Regions from separate parts of the Gossypium arboreum genome. Here region 1 is linked to region 2. Evidence: chromatin contacts called from public Hi-C data. All regions are on one chromosome and are shown on one strand. The core of a region is the stretch at or near the end of the contact, and the rest is flanking DNA. Distances in the headings are between cores, read along the strand shown.

What was found. Hi-C and Micro-C count contacts between places; a contact is called where the count stands out from the background.
Region 1: a Hi-C map of leaf shows a contact between it and region 2, with 2.1 times the contacts expected there. The contact joins the promoter of LOC108463638 here to the promoter of LOC108462455 in region 2. A contact is called at or near these places in 3 of 5 Hi-C or Micro-C datasets (all in leaf).

The regions. Positions count from the first base shown.
Region 1 is chr2:16,352,437-16,356,689 of ASM2569848v2, reverse strand. It overlaps LOC108463638 (origin of replication complex subunit 3), which reads right to left and starts at 2,192. Exons shown (of 18, transcript XM_017763550.2): 1 at 1,993-2,192; 2 at 1,540-1,740; 3 at 1,292-1,466; 4 at 962-1,131; 5 at 737-864; 6 at 22-295. The coding sequence starts at 2,064. It overlaps LOC128285383 (a long non-coding RNA gene), which reads left to right and starts at 3,725. Exons shown (of 4, transcript XR_008275893.1): 1 at 3,725-3,765.
Region 2 is chr2:15,839,384-15,843,596 of ASM2569848v2, reverse strand. It overlaps LOC108462455 (growth-regulating factor 4-like), which reads right to left and starts at 2,379. Exons shown (of 4, transcript XM_017762404.2): 1 at 1,472-2,379; 2 at 10-367. The coding sequence starts at 1,712.

The sequences.
Region 1 (4,253 bases), core at 943-3,442, 510 kb before region 2:
TGCCAAAATGGAGTTACAAACCTTTAAAGCTCTAATAAAAGATGTTAGAGTTCCATCCTGGCTTACAAAGTAGTTTCTCATAAAAACTGCTACCTTGTGGCCAATGATAAACCCAGAACAAGGCTTCACAAGAACAGCCTCAACAACTGCATCCATTCTCTCGGCTGGGGTTCCCAAGGTGAACTCAAAGGGGCACAAGCACCGTAAAGCATTTGAAGGAAGTATATTTCTTGGGGCATCAAGCGTTGTTGCAACCCCCATTATTAGAATAACAGGAATCTTGATAACCCATTCACTGACAGAAACAAAAAGGCAAGTGCAATACAGATTATTAGGTGAGTGTGATTTGTTTGTTACCATTGGTACATTTTACTTCCAAAAGAAAAAAAAAATATAGAAACTGCGTTTGGATATAAGAGCAAATAATAAAGACAGGTTTTAGGTATGTATTTGGATATAAAAGCAAGAAAATAACTTGATATTAGATAAAAGGCTCTGAATCCAAAAACTAACAGCAAGCAACACTTATACTAGGAGATGAATAGTAAAGTGAATTTAAACCTAGTGTCAAAAGCATTGAGAGCAAGGAAAAGTCTGGTTTCATAAAAAAAAAAAAACATAATGCAGTATCATAAGACTGATCCAGAGCAAGGAGAATCTGAGTAGATAAGTAAATGATAAAGAGATAGTTTAGGACTTTCAGGTTGTAAAAGAATGAGAGGATGTGCTGTAATACCTTAACATAAGGATGAAATCAGACAAGACAGACCCACAACAACGCTCGATGTCATCAATAATCACAACCACTGGATTATTGCAGTTTTCTTCTCTGTACCATGATGCTAAGATTGATATGTCAGCTGGCTGCTCAAACAAAAAGGGAAATAAGGAACAAGCTCAAGTTACAAACTGCAAGTAAATTATCGTTCAACAGTCAAAGAGAGCTGTTACCAGTACTTACATCCAAAGAAGACATTAAAAACTGTCTTAATAAACTTCTTAGGCAACCACCAACCCCATTTTTGGCAGTAAAGTCAAGTGAGGAAAGGTTAGCAACATGGCATCCTTGATATTTCAAGTGTTTTCCAAGTTCTTCAAAAGTCAGTAGATCATCAACAAACTCCATATTCTCTGTCAACCATTATATACCATAAAGAATAGCTTTTGTAAACGATATATTTATAGCATGCATCATGCACCCAACGAGATAGACCAAAGAATTTTAGTTAAACAAGGTAAGGGCAACAACTCCAACCAAACATTAAACTAAAGTAAGAAGCATAAAACTTACTAGTAAGAACAAGCCCAGTAAATAGCCTTTTAGAATTAGCATCGGTTATAATAGGGAATGATTGAGTAGCTTCAGGAAACTCGGGAGTCCCAAGTGATCTGATTGTGTCAAAAGATTGATGCACCCAAGTTTGTATTTCGCTAAACACGTTCGTATTAATAACTCTCAAAACATCCTGCAAAGCTATACAATTTTTAAAAGGGAAAAGTAAAAGCGTAAGGAATAAATAAACTAGGACTTTTACCTACTTTAATGGTTGATTCAATTTTTGACCAAACAAATTCAAAGGCTTCCATTCTCAAGTTCATGTTTTCATCTTCCTTTTCGTCTTCGATATTCGCAGAATTCTTTGGTGATGCTGAAGACAAATCGAATCTCCTTGTTCTTCCAGTTCCTGATGATTTTCTATCTGATTTCCGAGACGGTCCTTTTTGAAGAACAAAAAACGGCTGCCATGTTTTTTTGGGGAAAAATAATTAATAAAAATCTATTCAAAACCTCAACATATTCAAAGTTAACTAAATAAGTACTTTTAACCATGAAATATATGCCATGCATTTTTTTAAAATAAATTTACAACGAAGACTTTTTTCTGAGAACCAAGCAGAAAAACGTATAAAGTGTGATTTATTATTTTTTTTTGGGAAATGAAACAAAAACATTTTTTTATGAAAAAAAAAAACAATCACAGGGAAAGGAACCTGGAGATTATTTTCGGTGAAGGCTTCGTCAATGGTTGAAGGAGGCGAATCGTCATTTAACGAAGGAGCCATTGATTTTGATTTTGATCGTTTTGATAGATTTTAGAGGAATTTTTATGCCATTTTTAGGGTTTATGGGTATGTTTTGTGAGCTAGTTTCTACATTCCAGTTTTCAATCCAGGGGTTCTTTCCTTTCAGTTTTGGCGGGAAATGCCTCAGGGGTATAAATGTCAAACAAAAATATTTCTCTTGATTTTGAGTGGGCTGAGCCGTATTTCTAGATCTTAGTCAGGCTCTTCAATATCCAAATTCAAACGGGCCATCCACTTCTTTTTGTATTATCATTTTCATTCTTGCAAGGCCCACATAAAACAAATTAAATTATGAATTTGTAAAAGAATTATTTTATAAAAATTACAAATATATCTATAAATAATTAAAATATTAACTAAATGTGTGTTTGATAAAAATTAAGTGCTGAAAAATTAAGTACTGAATTTTTATTGCTAAATTTTATAAGTGTTGAATTTATATTAGAAAATTGTTTGATAAATTACTAAATATAATTATTGAATATAATTAAGTTGTTTGGTAAAAGGAAGGATTGATTTTAAAAGATTATTCATTTTTAAAACTTAATCTTATTAATATAATATAATATATTATATTATATTATTTTGGAGAGTTTTGGATAAAAGCTACATATGGTAATTTGAATATCTCTTTTTTTAAAAAGATAATTTATTTTAATTTTTAATAAAATAAAATTAACTTAATATTTTCTCCATTAAGTGATAAGTAGCTACCTACCTACCTACCTACTTATCTTATTCCACACTTTTTTATTGAAAATTTTATATTAAGCAAAAATTAAAATAATTATCAAACACATTTAAAATATTAAATGTTGAAAATTTTCATTTTTAGTAAAACTTAACTTCCACCCATCCTAATATCCTCAAGACTCGTTTGGCATCAAAGCCAAGGAGGAACAGATAACTATAAGTTTTGGAAATCTTCAAATTTGTTTTCAATATCTTCGAGTTCTAGTTTAACGATCTTTATTAAAATATTATTATTTTTGTTGAGTATTGATACACAATCCAGAAAGCCATGAGTTAGGCATGTTTAGGAAAAAGTATCCTTGTTGGCAATTTTAGTAATTTAGAAATTTTGATAGTAGAACCCTTATAAGAAATTCGAAAACAAAAAGATATTTCCTTCCCTTAGGAGAACCAATTCTTCTACAAGTTTTACTGTAATACCCCAAAATTTAGCCTAGTAGTTTTAGGGGTATATTCAAATATTAGTTTTAGTGTGCTCGAGAATTTTGTAAGCATGGTAGTTGGAAATATTTTTTACTATAGTTTTTAAAAAATTAAATCAATTTTTGAAAAAGATGTTCAAAGGACCTTTAATTTGAAAAGTGGACTGATTTGTAAAAAGGTCTAAATTTTGAACTTTTAAGAGGCAAATAAATCAAAATTTAAAATCAGCCCATATTTCCCACTTTTCACCTTAGTTTTGACGTGAATAAAAGAAAAGAAAAGAAACATTCTCTTCCTTTTTGTTGTGCCATCCCTTTGAGACCCCCAACCTCAATCGCCTATTTTGATCTTCCAAACTGTAATCCTTTAATTTCTATCATCACCCAAGCCATAAACCTCCATAGAAATCCAAGAAAAACGCTCAAATCACCATAGATTTCTCCATTGTTAAGTTTTTGGGTTTCTTCGGGTTTTTTATCAAATACTTGGTTTTCGTAAACTAAGGTAACGATTCAACTCTTAAATAGTTTTAAATGTTATTTAGTCTTTAAAACTAAGTTTTTAGTCATTAAATCGCATGTTTTGAATAAAAGTTGAAAATTGGATCGTTAATGGTGGATGTCAAGATTTTGTGTAAAAACGTGGTTTCAAAGTGTTTTTCAATTATTTTTTATGTAATTAGAAGGTTTCTAAATTTACTTTAAACTTTCGTTAAAGAATTCTTGAGTTATAATTAATTTTCGTTAAAATTACCATGAACATGTCAAAAATTTTGATACCATGAATTGAGTAGTTGTGTAGTTTAAAGGTTGAGAATCTGTCATGGGTGAATAATCAGATGAACAGAATCAGTTTTAGACGAAAATATTAAATACAGACCGAAATATTTGGAATTTAAGTTTGCTATGTCGAAGGTTTCGGTTACTTGAGAACTTAGCTTAGGCTTATGTTTTTTATTGCTTAAGTTGAGTCCTTAGTTGATTGTTGAATGT
Region 2 (4,213 bases), core at 1,130-3,629:
GAGGATTACCTATGATCTTTGCTTGGGATTCCATAGGGGATTGACTCAATATGATAATGGGACTGATTAGGTCCAGAAGCAGTAACTTGTTGAGTACCACTGAAGGCATGTAACGGAAGGCACTGGAAGCTTCCAGTCCCACCACTGTTTCCAGAAACAGTCAATGATGTCACAGTAGATGATGACTGTGCCATAGTTTGCGATTCCACAGGCTTTCTTGAACGGTTACGGCCACGATGCATATGCCGCTCACAGTACTTGGAGTCAGGGTATGCATCTTTGGAGCAACGCCATTTCTTGCCGTCGGTCCTCCGGCATCTTCCTGGCTCCGGATCCACCTTCTTCCCATAGAAGGAACAATACCCCACTGCAAATTTACACTCAAAAACTCTGATTCATTACTAGCTAGGTTTTCTTCAACAAAAAGGAACAAGATTGACAAAACAAGAATAAAGTAAGTTACAAGTAAAACAAGAAAACGGAACATCAGCAACAATGACAACATAATAAATTATAACAATGATGTTAGAAAACTCTAAAATTACAAGCATCAAAATATGAATAAAGAATTGTCAAAAAGTGATATAATACTTGATGATTAAGACATCAGCAATATCACATGGATGAATAAAGAAACACAGAAGAAAAGGATTTGGCATCACCTTAGAAGAATCTTTTGAGATAAACTACTATAAAAGTAAAAGAAATTTAAAGACAATCCATGACGAAAGGTAATATCACCAGAAGAAACCAACTTAACACACAAAAACAACAAAGAAAGGAAAGCAACTGAAACATAGAACCAAGTGTTTTTCTTTTCTTCTTTTCTTCTTTTTTTTTTTTTTTTTTTTTTTTTTGCTTTTCAAACTTGTATGTAAGAAAATTGAGGAAAAAGCGAAAACGACTAATCTTGGTCCTAGAAATGTGATTTTAATAAGCAAGTAAAGAGATTATCCCCAAAACCCAACAGCTCTTCAAAGTCAATTAATTTAAGGAATGTTTCCCAACCTATCCCACTGGAAGTAAAAAGCATCATCGAAAAATCAAATATCCACTCAACCATATCAAAATCTTTTATCTTAAAACCCTTTAAAAAGGGGGAAACCATCTCTTGCAAATGAGCAATCTTTTTACTTATTTATTTTTTAGTCATAAAAAAAAGTATGAAGCAATTTCAACCCCAATTTTATTTAAAATCTGGTTATGGTTCAAATCAAAAAAAAAATTTGATTATGGTTTTCAAAATAAAGAGATCAATATAGAAAAAAGAGATCTCTTTTTTTTTTTTACAAGAAAACACCTGCATACTGAACAAGATTCCTCAAATCAAAACAAACACACCCAGAGGACAAAAAAAAAAACTCAAAACATCAAAGGTTTAGAAAAGAATAATAAAAGAAAAGGGGAGATAAAAGAGAAGGGGAGATTAAAAATAAAAATAAAAGATGAAAGAAAATCATATTGGGCTTACTGGTGGGGTGGTGAAAGAACCTATGAGAAATGGACTCAAAGCTCTTCTGAATAGGGAGCACAAGATCAGGTGGCACAGGCAAACCTGCCATCATATACTTAAAGATCAAAGCTTGATGTTCCAGTTCTTGCCATTGTGACACTGTAAATGGTGATGACCTTATTGCCATCATCCCCCCACCACCACTCCCAGCCCCTCCTCCCCCAACGCCACCACCGCCACCTCCACCGCCACTATTCATCTCCAACGCTACCCAAGAAACTTGTATTTATAAATATATCAATAGTAAGAGAAAAAAAGAACTCGCTATGCTCACTTTTTCCTTCTTTATTCCTAGAATTTAACCCACTTTTTGTAACTTCAAAAGCCTTTTAAACCCACAAACTGTAACATGTTTTTAGGACTAATAAGGAGAAAAACTTGGGGACATAGATCAAAAAGAACCTCTATCTTCCAACATATTTCTTGTTCCTTCTATTACTATGTCACAAAGTCTCTATCTAACATATATATCTGATTTGCTTCGCTTTGTTATGTGTTAAGGAGGAAAGGGAAGGAAGTGCCTGGGCAGGAATCCCCAAAGCCCAAGTTTAGTCCCATCTTTTTTTTCTTTTCTTTTTTTTTTTTTTTTTTTGAATATAAGTTTAGTCCCATCTTTAATGGGGAAGACAAAAGCCCTTTTTCTCGTAACAATAATGTTAGGGTTAATTATGGCTTAATTGAGTCAATGGTTAGACTAATAAATACTTGAATTTAATTAGCTAAGTGTGGGTTAATTAATTTAATTTGATTGGATAAATCTGAACCAGAGATGTTGTTTGTTGTTTGTTGTTTGTTGTTGTTGGGAAGAGGTTGTGTTGTCTTGAGATGAAGTGATGTGTGAGACAGCTTTCGGTAACCAGTCAAATGTGGATAAAGAGAAAGAACCCATTGACATTGCAAAATTATTATTTGATAAATTATCTTTCAATTAACTGTCACATTTTTGTAGATCATTTTTAAATATCTAAGAAAACTATTCTTTAGTAACAAATAATATATAATTTAAGATATATTTGATTTTTTAAGTTTTACTTGTAAAATTAAAATATATGTAAAGATAAAATAAAATAAGTGTTAACTTATTTACGTGCATATGAAATCTAAAAAGAAAAATTACACGCTATATAAAATTAGTTTTTATTTATACATGTATATATATATTTCTTTTACTGTTCAGGAATAGGTTTTTTTTCTTTTTCTTTATAATTCTGTAAAACCTTAATAAAACACGAAGATCTTTCTAGCGTCCGGACGTGGGTTTTTTAATAGGATAGGACCCACTATAGTTTTAAATTGACTGTCATGGTTGAGGTAGGTGAAGGAATTTTATGTGTAAAAAGTAAACTGGTGTTAATATTTTTTAAGGTTGTGGTCATCATTCAACTTCAAAAATTAATAAAATTATTAATGAATTATTTGATGGTTTTATTTAAATTATTATATTATTAAAATTAATATCGTACTGTCTTTTCTATTTAAATTATTTACGCCAATTAAAAATTTTTATTTCTCTTTTTTTATAGTTCATTCTTTTATGAAACAATTCAATGTCGTAATTCTACAAATTAAGATCCATAAAGTTTTTTTCTTTGATTTTTGAAATTGACCATCAAATCAACTTGAATTTAAAATTTACTTTTCTACTTATTAGTGAATACTGATCCACCCTATCAATCATCGAATTGTCAATTGGAGCTCACTAGCCAAATTTATTAATAGTTTAGTGACTTAAATAAAAAAAATTAACAACTTAGAGATTTAAATAAAAACTTTTTAATAATTCAATAACTTAAATAAAAACTTTTAAATATCCAATGATCTTTTTGTAACTTGCTGAAGTTAAGTGACCAAAATATAAACTTATTAATAGTTTACTAACATTGGATGTAGTTTACCTTAATTTTAATTGGCATAATGAGTTTTTTAGCCCTACAACTTTACAAAAAAGTTATTTAAGCCCTCCATGTAATATTTTGTCTCTTTTAACCCTTGAGTTTGTATTTTTTGTCAAATCACTCCAAAATTGATGGAAAAGTTAATGTTTGTTTCCTTTGCTGACATGGTATATACATGGATTGCCACCTAGATGACACGTCAAAATTTAATTTACTTTTAAGTTTTTAAAATATATTTTTATAATTTTAATTTTTTTAATTTTTAAAATTTTTATAATTTTTATAATTTTAAATTTTAAAATTAAGTAAATATTGACATGTCATCCACATGTATGCAACGTCAAAAAGTTTAAAAAAGTCAAATTTTCTATTCATTTTAAGTGATTTGACAAATAAAAATAAATTTAAAGGCTAAAAGATGAAAAATTAAGTAGGAGCTAAAAAAAAATTTTATATATATAAAATGGAAGGTGAAACCATTTTAATCTAACCTTTAATTTTAGAAATTATTTGTTAAAAGCGAGGGTTTGTTTTAAATTACTAAGTAATTTTATGTAATTATATTTTAATTTATTAATATTATTTTTATTTCATATGATTAATATCGGTGATGTAACTGTTGGAAAAGGAATTAACAGCATGTTTGGTTCAATGTAATGAATTATGCATTCAACTCAAATTCAATAGGCCCACATTAAAGTAAATGTTTGGTATAGTGTAATTGTTTATTATGAGTGTTGATGTTTATCTCTTTATTCCCACTAATCACTAAATAGAGGCTGAATACCATTTTTTGCCCTACCTT